2 separate regions of the Mus musculus genome follow, and region 2 is linked to region 1. A link is a contact called in public HiChIP or PLAC-seq data. All regions are on one chromosome and are shown on one strand. The core of a region is the stretch at or near the end of the contact, and the rest is flanking DNA. Distances in the headings are between cores, read along the strand shown. Region 1 has its middle 21 kb from the start of Coro1a. Region 2 holds the start of Ppp4c (protein phosphatase 4, catalytic subunit).

Region 1 (5,735 bases), core at 1,988-4,487:
ACAGCCAGGGCTACACAGAGAAACCCTGTCTCGAAAAAACCAAAAAAAAAAAAAAAAAAGAAGTGAAACTCTCAGCTTTTCTAGCCCCATGCCTGCCTGGATGTTGCCATGCTCCTGCCTTGATGATACTGGACTGAACCTCTGAACCTGTAAGCCAGCCCCAATTAAAAGTCCTTATAAGAGTTGTCATGGTCATGGTGTTTGTTCACAGCAGTAAAACCCTAAGACAGACCTATCTTCTAGCCCATCCCCCTTCCTAAGTGTCATCTCTCAATACCCAGAAACACTATTGGCTGCACCAAGCAGGAATCCAGAAGAACTCCCTACTGACAACACACAAACACCACAGCCTTCTAAGAACCAGAGAGCACAAAAGAAACCAAAGAACAAAACACCCACCCAACAAAGACAGGACCAATTACCAGCACTTAGAGTTAAAATCTTCTCAAACCCATATGCCTAGATGCCTGCATAAAAACACAATCAATAATAGCCAGACAGTCTGTCTCCACTAGAGCCCAGCAGCCCTACCGGAGTGGGTCCTGAATATTCCAACATAGCTGAAGTATAAGACGAAGACTTTAAAATAGCCTTTATGAATATGATAGAGGGCCTTAAAGAAGGAATGTATGAATCCCTTAAAGAAATCCATGAAAACACAAACAGTGGAAGGAAATTAAAAAAAAAAAAAATCAAGACCTGAAAGTAAAAGTAGAATCAATAAACAAACTCAAACACAGGGAAATCTGGATACAAAAAATGCAGGCACTTGAACAGGAGCCTCAGAAGCAAGCCTCACTAACAGGGTACAAAAAGATGAAAGAGAATCTCAGGCACTAAAGACGGGATGGAAGAAATGGATACCTCAGTCAAAGAAAATGTTAAATCTAAAAAGCCCTGGCCCAAAATACCCAAGAAACATGGGACACTACGAAAACACCAAACACAAGGACAATAGAAATAGAAGGAGGAAAAGAAATCCAGGTCAAAGACAGAAAACATTTTTAACAAAACCATAGAAGAAAAATTTCCAAGGGAGAGATGGTTCAGTGGTTAAGGGCACTGACTGCTCTTTCAGAGGTCCTGAGTTCAATTCCCAGGACCCACATAGTGGCTTACAACCATCTGTAATGGGATCTGATGCCCTCTTCTGGTGTGTCTGAAGACAGCTACAGTGTCTTCATATACATAAAATATAAATAAATAAATCTTTAAAAGAAAAGAAAATTTTCCTAACTTAAAGAAACAGGTGTCTATCAAGGTAACAAGGAAGTATACAGAACACCAAACAGACAGTACCAGAAAGGAAAATCCCCTCAGCACATAATAATTAACTGTACAGAACAAAGAAGGAATATTAAACCCTACAAGGGAAAAAGACTGAGTAACATATAAAGGCAGACATTTTAGAATAACACCTGACCTTTACCTGGCAGTGATGGCACACAACTTTAATCCCAGCACTCAGGAGTCAGAGGCAGGTGGATCTCTGAGTTATAGGCCCGTATACAAAGTAAGTTCCAGGACATCCAAGGCTACACAGTAAAACCCTGTCCTGAAAGAACAACAATAACAACAAACCTGACTTCTCAAAGGAGACTGTAAAAGCCAGAAGGACTTTGGATAGATGTTTACAAACTCTAAGAGACCATAGATGCCAGCCCAGAATATGATACCCAGTAAAACATTCAATCACAAAAGATGGAGAAAATAAGACATTCCATGATAAAACCAAATTTAAGCAATAGCTATCTACAAATCCAGTCCTACAGAAGGCTCTAGAGCAAAACTCCAACCTATAAAGATTAACCACACTCAGGAAAACAAAAGAATAATCTCAGACCAGCAAATCAAAAGAGAGGAAACACACACACACACATCACTACTACCACTACAAGAATAACAAAATAACAGGAATCAACAAACAAGCTTATGTAGCCATTTTAATATCTGACAAGACAGACTTTAAACCACACTATTCAGAAGGGGAGGATACTACACACCCATCAAAGGAAAAATCCACTAAGAGGACATTCCAGTTTTCAACATCTATGGACCAAGCTCAAGGGCACCCCACTTCAAACCAAACCAACCAACCCCCAAAAACTCACTACTATATCTTAAGTCACATATTGACTCTCATACACCAATACTGCAAGACTTTAGTTACCGCTCCCACCAGTACACAGGTCATCTAGACAAAAACTCAACAGAAATGCTGTTGCTAACTGACCTTCTAAACCAATTGGACCTAACATATTTACAGAACATTTCCCACAAAAAACAAAAGAATATATCTTCTCCGCACCTGACAGAACTTTCTCCAAAACTGACCACATGCTCAGATACTGGGAAACTCCTATAGCTGATAAACACTTCCAGCAAACTAGCTGGATACAAAATGAACTCACAAAACTCAGTAGCCATCCTGTGTACACACAACAAGTAGACAGAGAGAGACAACGCCATTCACAAGAGCCTCTAGTGATAGAAAATATCGTGGGGTAACTCTAACCAGGCAAGTGCATGACTCATGCGAGAAAAACCCTAAGACGCTGTAGAAAGAAACTGAAGAAGATGTCAGAAGATGGGGAAGATCTCCCACGTTCATGGATAGGTAGGATTAATATAGTAAAAATGACCATCTTTTTTTTTTTTTAAGATTTATTTATTTATTTATATGTAAGTACACTGTAGCTGTCTTCAGACACTCCAGAAGAGGGAGTCAGATCTCCTTACGGATGGTTGTGAGCCACCATGTGGTTGCTGGGATTTGAACTCCAGACCTTCAGAAGAGCAGTTGGGTGCTCTTACCCACTGAGCCATCTCACCAGTCCAAAAAATGACCATCTTGCCGAAAGCAATCTGCAGAGTCAATGCAGTCCCCTTCACAATCTCAACACAATTCTTCGCAGATCTTCAAAGGGCAATTTTCAGCATTAAGATCACTAATGTACCTCATTAAACTGAGCACCTTCTGCACAGCAAAGGACAGTGTCATTTAGACAAAGCAGCAGGCTACAGAATGGGAAAAATTCTTTTTTTTTACCAACTCTATATTCAATAGAAGGCTAATATCCAAAATATATAAGGAACCTAAAAAACCAAGGTATTGAGGAAACCCTTCTCAGATTGCACCAGCTCATGTCCATCCTTGCTGCTCACAGTCTCAGGATCAGCTGCAGTCTGTGTAGGTCTTCGGTCACAAGAAGATAGGCACAGCTGTGGCACACTGCAAATGGGGAAATGGGTGGACAGACGTCCCCTGGAGATGATCAAGCTGTGCGTGCTGCAGGACAAGGTACTGAGGCAGTTCTGCTTCTGGGCAAAGAGAGATTTGCTGGTGTGGATGTCCGGGTTCATGTGAAGTGTGGTGGTCATGTGCCCCAAATTTATGCTATCTGACAGCCCATCTCCAAAGCCCTGATGGCTTATTACCAAAAGTACGTGGATGAGACCTCTAAGAACGAGACTAAAGATACCTGACAGTGGTCATAAATCCAAAAAGTTCCGAGGTCCTGGTGCCCACACTCCATACTAGAAATCTTACTCTTAAGTCCAACTAGAGGATCAAAGTTTACCTTTGTAATAAACATCCTAGGATTGAAACAAAAACAAAAACAAGACAAAAAAAAAAAAAACCCAAATAACTCAATTTAAAAATGGTGTGCAGATCTAAACAGAATTCTCAAAAGAGGAAACTCCATGGCTGAGAAACATTTAAAGAACCTTTCAACATCCTTAGTCATCAGGGAAATGTAAATCAAAACTACTTTGTGGTTTTATCTTACACCCAGCAGATTGGCTAAGATCAATAAAAACAAATGCTGGCGAGGATGGGAAGTTAGGGGAACAATCACCCATTGCTGGTATGAGTGCAAACTTGCCAGCCACTGTAGAGATCAGTGTGGTGGTTTCTCAGGAAGATGAGACTTGAAGACCTCGTGACTCAGCTATACCACTGTAGTGGTTTGTATATGCTCGGCTATGGGGCATATACCCAAAGGATGCTCCATTCTACCTCAGAGACACTTGCTCACCCATGTTCATTGCTGCTCTTTATAATAGCCAGAAGTTGGAAAACAACTTAGATGGCTGTCACAGATCAATGGATGAGAAAATGTGGTACATTTACACAACAGAATATTATTCAGCCATTTAAAAACTGAAATAATGAAATTTGCAGGCAAATGGAAGGAACTAGGAAAAAAAAAATCACCCTGAGTCAGATAACGTAGACCCAGAAAGACAAATAAGTAATGTATTAGCTTACGTGTCAATATTAGCTGTTAAGTCAATGATAACTGAGCCACAATCTATATAATACCACAATAGTTAGGTATAGAGTAAGGGACTGGAGTGTACAGATAGATCTCCCCAGGAAAGGGAAATAGAATAGATAGTTATGAATGGATGGGGAAGGAGACTAGAACAGAAGACTCCAATGGAATGGGGAAGGAAAGAGGGAGGGAGGGAATATGAAGAGAGACAGATATAAAGGTATCTTTTTTTTTTTTTTAACTAAAAGACCTGATGATTTTATTTTCACATTTCACAATATAAGTGAAAACTGTACTTTTTTGTATTACTTCTCCCTCCAAAAAATATCCTGTTAGGAAGGGACGTTTCCTTTTCATGCATCTAGTACACACTCAGGCTCAGCACCAAGAGCTCCTGGTGAAACAGAACAAGAAATACAAAACCATCAAGAGCGCTTCTGCTCTTATCTGTCTGGCCGGGTCATGCCAGGCCATGTGGGCACCATCATAGGGCAGGCGGGAGGTCTCATCATGGGAGGCCCAGGCATCATGGGCATGTGGCCTCCCATGGGCAGTCTCATCCCAGGAGCTGGTCCCACGGGCACCATCCCAGGCAGAAGGGGAGTGTCCATCATTGGCATCATGGGAGGGCCTCCCATGTGGGGCACAGGCGTCATGCCAGGCCGAGGAGGGCCCATGGTGGGAGGTGGGATCATGGCCCCTGCAGGTGGAGGAACAGAGAATGGAGCTGGAGGGATCTTTCTGTGAAATGCAGCTGTTGTTTTGTCATTCAGGCTCTGGGCCTGCTCTTCCATCCATTTCTGGTAACAGTCTTTTACATTCTCTTTGTGTTTCCGACCACTGCAGTTTGTCCTCCTCACAGCCAGAGAATTGTGGGTAAGATACGTATCACAGTAGTCACAATAAAACTTGGGCATGTTGCTCCACAAGCCATTGTCTACCTGGGTCCTAAAGGTATCTTTTATTTGCCTGAAGAAATTGTTATCACAGAGGCTTCCTGCTGAATAAAGCTCACTCTTTCTAGTTCTTTCTGAGCTCTGGCTGACTGGTTCAAACTCCACCCCAAGCTGACTGATTCAGTCTGACTTCTCTCAGCTTCTCACTGAAGTGCTCGGCTTGGTCTCAAATTAATTCTGGCAATTTGTTCTAACCTTCTGGCTCCTTAATCTCTAGCTCCAACTGACTCTGCTGCCCTGCACTGAGCTGCACGAACTCACAAATGAACTCAACTCCGCTGCACTCACTACTCCCACCTGACTGACCAAACTGATGACTGCCTCTGCCTGCACTGCTCTTTTAAGCCCCCTCTCTTCTGTCTCAGGAGAGTCGGGCGTATCCTATCTGTGACTCATTCTGCCAAATCTTACTCTGAATCGTCACTTTGTCTGCCTGCTCCTCAACTAGACATCACTTTTTTTTTTCTTTTTTTGGTTTTTCGAGACAGGGTTTCTCTGT
Region 2 (5,735 bases), core at 1,811-4,310, 67 kb before region 1:
CAGGCAGGCAGGCGTGGAAGTGTGAACAGGTGCCTGGGCGGGGTGGGGAGGGACTCAAGAAGAGAATTCCTCTGATTCCTCTTCCCTTTTAGGCCAACAGCCTCGCTTGTCAAGGAAAGTATACCCCAAGTGGCCAGTCTGGAGCCGCAGCCAGTGAATCTCTCTTCATCTCTAACCATGCCTACTAACCAGAGCTGAACTAAGGCTGCTCCATCAACACTCCAGGCCCCTGCCTACCCACTTGCTATTGAAGAGGGGTCTTCAGGCTCTTTCCCATCACTCTTGCTGCTGCCCTCGTGTGCGGTGTTGTCTGTGAATGCTAAATCTGCCATCCCTTCCAGCCCACTGCCAATAAACAACTATTTAAGGGGGAGTCTGTTGTTCATGTCTTGTAGGGTATAGGGGAGGGCCTGAGGAAAGAGCCTTACTTTGGGTTTCTTCTTCTTGGACAGTAAAAGGAAGGGTTTTTTTGACCAGAGCTTTGAGAAAGGCATAGTATTATGGGATGTTCTTTGCCTACATCTAATTGAAGGTAACTTTTACCTAATTAATATTCAGTTTAAGCCAACCAAGGGCTTAATGAATACTTGGCAAGGATTGTATCAGGGCTAACACATTTATGCGTTTTTGGGGACTATGGAGCCTTTTGGAGAACGCAGAATCCTCTCCTGCAGTGACATAGGTATACAGCTCAACTGCAGAACTCTTGGGTTCCAGGTTGAGAATGGAGCCTCAGAGCTGCTGATGTTCCCTGGTGATAGAATAAGAAGCACATCAAACCATGGGCCATCTGTATTCTTGCCACATTATATTGAGTGTAGTCGGTGTGCTAGTGCACACCTTTAATCCCAGCACTCAGGAGGCAGAGGCAGGCAGGAGGCCAACCTGGAACTCACTACAAAGTGAGTTCCAGGACAGCCAGGGCTATACAGAGAAACCCTGTCTTGAAAAAAAAAAATTCTGCCTAAATGAATGGATACAGTGTATCTGCCTTTGGAGGCCAAAAGGAGTGTATCAAGTGCTAGCTTCTGGCAAGATAAGAAACCTTAAGGAGTGAGGGCTTCGGACTATAACTCAGTAGCAGAGTCCTTGCATGGTTACTCATGGTTGTGAGCCACCATGTGGGTGCTAAACTGCTGAGTTCTCTCTCCAGCCCCATCATACCTCTAGTAATTTATAGTGCTAGAGACTCTAAGTATAACTGGGGACGACTTAGATCTTAAGCATTTCCTGTTTCCTGCCTTCTCTGCCCTTCCTGTGCTTTCTGTTTTCCTTCCCAAGCATCTTTTTCTTTGACACTTTCGTTTTCAGTGATCTGCGTAGAATTGTCTTACTAGGAGTATCAAAGCATAGTCTCCACTGTCCTAATATTCCCATGTATTGGCCAATAGTCAAAGCTATGCGCAGGCTGTGGATAGAGCCCAGTGGCTGAGTACTCAAAGCTCTGGTTCCTTCCCCAGTGCTGCAAGGGAAAACTCAAATCCCTATGCTTCCCCAAACTTCAGCCTCCCATTTTACTGCTCATCACGTACTTGTAGCCTTGCTCTCTAGAATTCTGTAGCCCACACTGGCCTTGAACTCTCAAGATCTGCTTTCCAAGTACTGGGATGAAAGGCATGTGCTATTCTCCTAGCTTCTATGAGGCGATCCTTTTTATTTTATATACATTGGTATTTTAACTGAAATGTGTGTATGTGTGAGTGTTGGATCCTCTGGAACAGTTGTGAGCAGCCATGTGGGTGCTGGGAATTGAACCCAGGTGGTTGGCAGGCTGGAAGAGCAGTCAGTGTTAACCACTGAGCCATCTCCCCACCCTCTATAAGAAAATCTTAAGGCACATAAAAATTGTTCAAAATTGAGAGGGACAATAGAATACTGAAAAAGAGGGAGTATGGTGTGCAGAAGATCAATAACCTGCTCTGCCTACAGCAAAAGGCAAAGAGAAAGGAGGCAGACTGCATGCACTGCGAATTTGGGGAGCTCCAGGGGCTGGCTTAGTGTTTGTGTTGCTTTGAGTTTCAGCAAATGAAAGGTGAAAGCCAGACCTGAAAACCACTTTTTTCTGGATTAATTTTTGTTTTTTGCTTTTTGAGGCAGGGTTTCTCTGTATAGCCCTGGCTGTCCTGGAACTCACTTTGTAGACCAGGCTGGCCTCGAACTCCCAAATCTGCCTGCCTCTGCCTCCTGAGTGCTGGGATTAAAGGCGTGCACCACCAAGTACAGCTATGGATTCATATTTGAGCTTTGATTGAAACTCCAGACTTTCAGCATTCAACTGTGATCAAGCTAGCCTCCAAACCCATTGCCACCTTCAAGGAATATGTTCAGGCAATAAGAAGCATTGTTGGGTGTGGTTGATTAATATCTGGGCTGAGATTCGCTGTGAAATCTGGGCTATTCTAAGCTACAGTGCAACCCTGTCAAGAAAAAAAGTGAACTATTTTGGAAAAGCTTGGTGTCCAGAGAGTGGACACTTAAAAAATTTTTTTTCAATTAGATTTAAGCCTCCGTGTTTTCTCTCATCACCATATGGGTTCTGGGGATCCAAATCAGGTCAGTAGGTTTGGTGACAAGTTCTTTTATCAGATATGCTATCTTCGTGAGGTGACCGCCCCCCGCCAAGTGTTTGCTCTGTAGCTTTGACAGCCTAGTATCCACGATCAGCCTTAGCCTCCTGAGTTCTGGGATTACAAATAGGCCACTATGTCTGGCCCAGGTTCGGAGCTCCTCCATGGGACCGTGGCAAGAAATGTGGACCAGGATAGGCTCTTTCATTGAACAATTATTTATGCATATCTGCAATACTTGGCCTTATTCTAAACACCGGAGAGGCAATGATGAACAAGGCAGTTTTATCCGTGAGATCTGTAATAGAAGCAGCCCAGGGAATAATGTAATGTGAGATGAGAAGCCTACCGCGGCTCGCCTCACCAGGCATACACAAGTACACCAGGCGCACTGCTGTATTTGCCTCCAACCAACTTCGCCCGCCCACTTCCGGCTACTTCTCTTCTCCTTCCCGGTGCCTCAGCGAGGCGTGGCTCGTGTGCGTCACTTCCGGCGCGCGAGAGCACTGGTTTCCCTTTGCTTCCGCGGCGAGGCCGGAAGTAGAAGCGGCGGTGGCGGAGGCCCAAAGCGGAGGGAAGTGGGGAGTCGAAGAGACTCAGCCGGAGTCTCCGCGGCGGTAATTGTCCGAGGCCCCTCTAGGCCACCGTCCTTAGCGCGGGCCCGCGGGGTTCGACGGGAGTTGGCGGGGTGCGGCCAGGGCAGCGGGACGCGGAGGGTCCTGGGCCGCCGTGAGGGGAGGGGGGGGCGGTCCCAGAATCGAGTCCCCCCTCCCGCACGGACCCTCTGATTGGCGGGCTCGCCTTCCCTTTTCCCAGGAGACCCCTGTGCGGTCCGGAGGGGGCGGCGGCCCCGACTCTGACCCGCGCCGGGGGGGTGGGCCATGGCGGAGATCAGCGACCTGGACCGGCAGATCGAGCAGCTACGGCGCTGCGAGCTGATCAAAGAGAGCGAAGTCAAGGCCCTGTGCGCCAAGGCCAGGTGAGCCCGCGGAAGGGACTCCAGCCGGTCGCCCCGGGGGTCTCGGCCGGGCAAACTCCGCCGAGAACTTAGGGCTTGCCCAAGCCCGGAAACGTCGCCAGAGAGAGGTCCGGAGAGCCACTTCTCCCCAGGAACCACGGGGCGGCTGTGTATGGGTTTCTAGTGGAGTAAGAGCGAGTGGCAGGAAGTTCTAGGGAACTCAGGGAAAATGGCTTGCCCTGCTGGGGTGAAAGTTTCTTGGAGGGGCTGAGTTCTCGGACAGATTCTTAAAGAGTGAGGAGATGGTTCAAGGCAAGAAAACAAAACGTGATTTGCGAAAGCCTCTCAATCCCGTCAGTCCTTAAAAGAGAAAATGACTTTGTGTCTAGTTTAACAAACAAGGACTCCAATTGTTCAAAATTACCAGCAAGGAAGGAATGGAATCTGAAGCCAGATCTTGTGAATACGGATCCTTTTAGTTATGATTCTGGAAGACGGAGTTGAGCCACCTTCGTGTTCCATTACGATCCTAAGAAAAACAATAAATAGGTCACACTAGAAGAGTTTCAGACTAGCTCATTTTACTGAGTTGAGGTCTTTTCAAAAAAGGAAGAGTTTTTGAAAAAACTCACAGCTTCAACACAATTTTTTTTAAAGATTTATTTATTATTTTTATGTAAGTAAACTGTAGCTGTCCTCAGACACACCAGAAGAGGGCATCAGATATCATTACAGATGGTTGTGAGCCACCATGTGGTTGCTGGGATTTGAACTCAGAACCTTCAGAAGAGCAGTCGGTGCTGTTAACCATTGAGCTATCTCCAGCCCCTCTCAACAGCCCCTCCCAAGCCCTTGGGATGCCAAGAAAGGAGAATGAGGGGTTTAGGGTCATCCTAAGCTAGGTCAAGGCCACAACATGAGAGCTAAGCATGATATGGATATGGAGAGAGGCAGAGTTCTCTGGGAAGTAGAAGGAAATTGTAAGTCAGGATCCCAGTTTGGGGTGCAGTGACTGTGGATTTGAGTCTGAGCTCTGCCACTTTGTGTGGTGTTGATTTTGAAGTGTCTTAGGAGTCAGTAAAATGGAACAAGTTGTGTTGAGTAAAACAGTTGTGACCATTCTGCGCAGGAAGTGAGTTTAGCATGATGTTGAAAGTTATGAGATGGTATTCAAAGATTGAAGCTAGCTGAAACTTTGTGGGGGGGGGTGTTTGGTTTTGTTTTGTTTCAGAGACAGGGTTTCTCTGTGTAGCCCTCCTGCCTTATCTTTTAACTCACTGTAGACCAGGCTGACCTTAAACTCAGAGATCCCTGCGCCGCCCCCGCCCCCCCCCCCTTTCCAGTGCAGGGATTAAAGGCGTGTGATACCACCCTCTGGTAACCAAGGTGCTTCTAAGAAAAGGTAGACCAGCCGGGTGTGGTGGCACACGGCTTTAATCCCAGCACTTGGGAGGCAGAGGCAGGTGGATTTCTGAGTTCCAGGCCAACCTGGTTTACAAAGTGAGTTCCAGGACAGCCAGGGCTACATAGAGAAACCCTATCTTGAAAAAACAAAAAAGAAAAAGAAAAGAAAAAGAAAAGGTAGACCTTGAAAGATACATTGACCAGCCAACAGCACAGTGAGAAGGAATATTCAGATAGGGTGGGAGTAGGTAGGTAACAGTTGAGGCCGGAAACTTGCAGTGTGACTTCCACCCTGTTTAATGGATAGTAACCTGCTCCTTCCCCTTCCCCACGAGTTCTGTGAGGCCGGGAGAATATGTGTGTGTGCCTGTCTGTCCTCTCATGTAGCCCTAGCTGGCCTTGAACCCAAAGAGATCCATCCATCTCTCTCTCTCAAGTGATGGCTTCTTTTTACAGAGTAGGAAGCCATGACTTGTAGGTACTAGTGACTTGATGCAGGTTACCCACTGAGGACGTGGCAGCTGGTGTCCTGGTTTGCTTTCTCTTGCTGAGCTACATCTCTAGCCCTGTTTGGTTTGAAGTCTTTGTTTTGGAGACAGGATCTCACTGTCTCTTAGGCTGGTTTGGAGCCTGGAATCCTCTGCTTCTACCACCATGCCATCATGCCTGACTGTAAAAGGTACTCCCACATCTTAGGCTAGCCTTGAACTTGCTATAGAGCCAAGTATAACCTGGATCTTTCTGCCTTACCTACCAAGTGCTGACATTCCACGTGTGTGTTCCTGGTATTGATTTGAGGCCTGTGG

The links. HiChIP or PLAC-seq counts read pairs in DNA pulled down with a chosen protein or histone mark.
Region 2: an H3K4me3 HiChIP or PLAC-seq map of bone marrow-derived macrophages shows a contact between it and region 1, with 2.7 times the contacts expected there. The contact joins the promoter of Ppp4c here to the enhancer-like site in region 1. A contact is called at or near these places in 2 of 39 promoter capture datasets (the C10 cell line and the SN4741 cell line), 1 of 15 datasets of contacts at CTCF or cohesin (CD8 T cells), 2 of 484 Hi-C or Micro-C datasets (CD8 T cells and bone marrow-derived macrophages), 7 of 115 datasets of contacts at active chromatin or transcription factors (CD8 T cells, the SCID.adh cell line, bone marrow-derived macrophages and 3 more) and 3 of 9 other capture datasets (adipose tissue, liver and pancreatic islet).

What each region holds. Positions count from the first base shown.
Region 1 is chr7:126,723,398-126,729,132 of GRCm38.p6, reverse strand. It overlaps the pseudogene Snrp1c-ps1. Among named protein-coding and RNA genes, the nearest start is that of Coro1a, 21 kb to the right of the region's middle. Within about 2 kb of position 3,237, at least 23 of the 459 cell types and tissues checked have an H3K27ac peak or open chromatin away from gene starts, as enhancers often do. A contact at or near this core is called in bone marrow-derived macrophages and microglia, where this site is marked.
Region 2 is chr7:126,789,872-126,795,606 of GRCm38.p6, reverse strand. Ppp4c (protein phosphatase 4, catalytic subunit) reads left to right here and starts at 3,060. Exons shown (of 9, transcript NM_019674.4): 1 at 3,060-3,184; 2 at 3,384-3,546. The coding sequence starts at 3,449. Aldoa (aldolase A, fructose-bisphosphate) reads left to right here. Exons shown (of 9, transcript NM_007438.4): 9 at 93-373. The coding sequence ends at 188.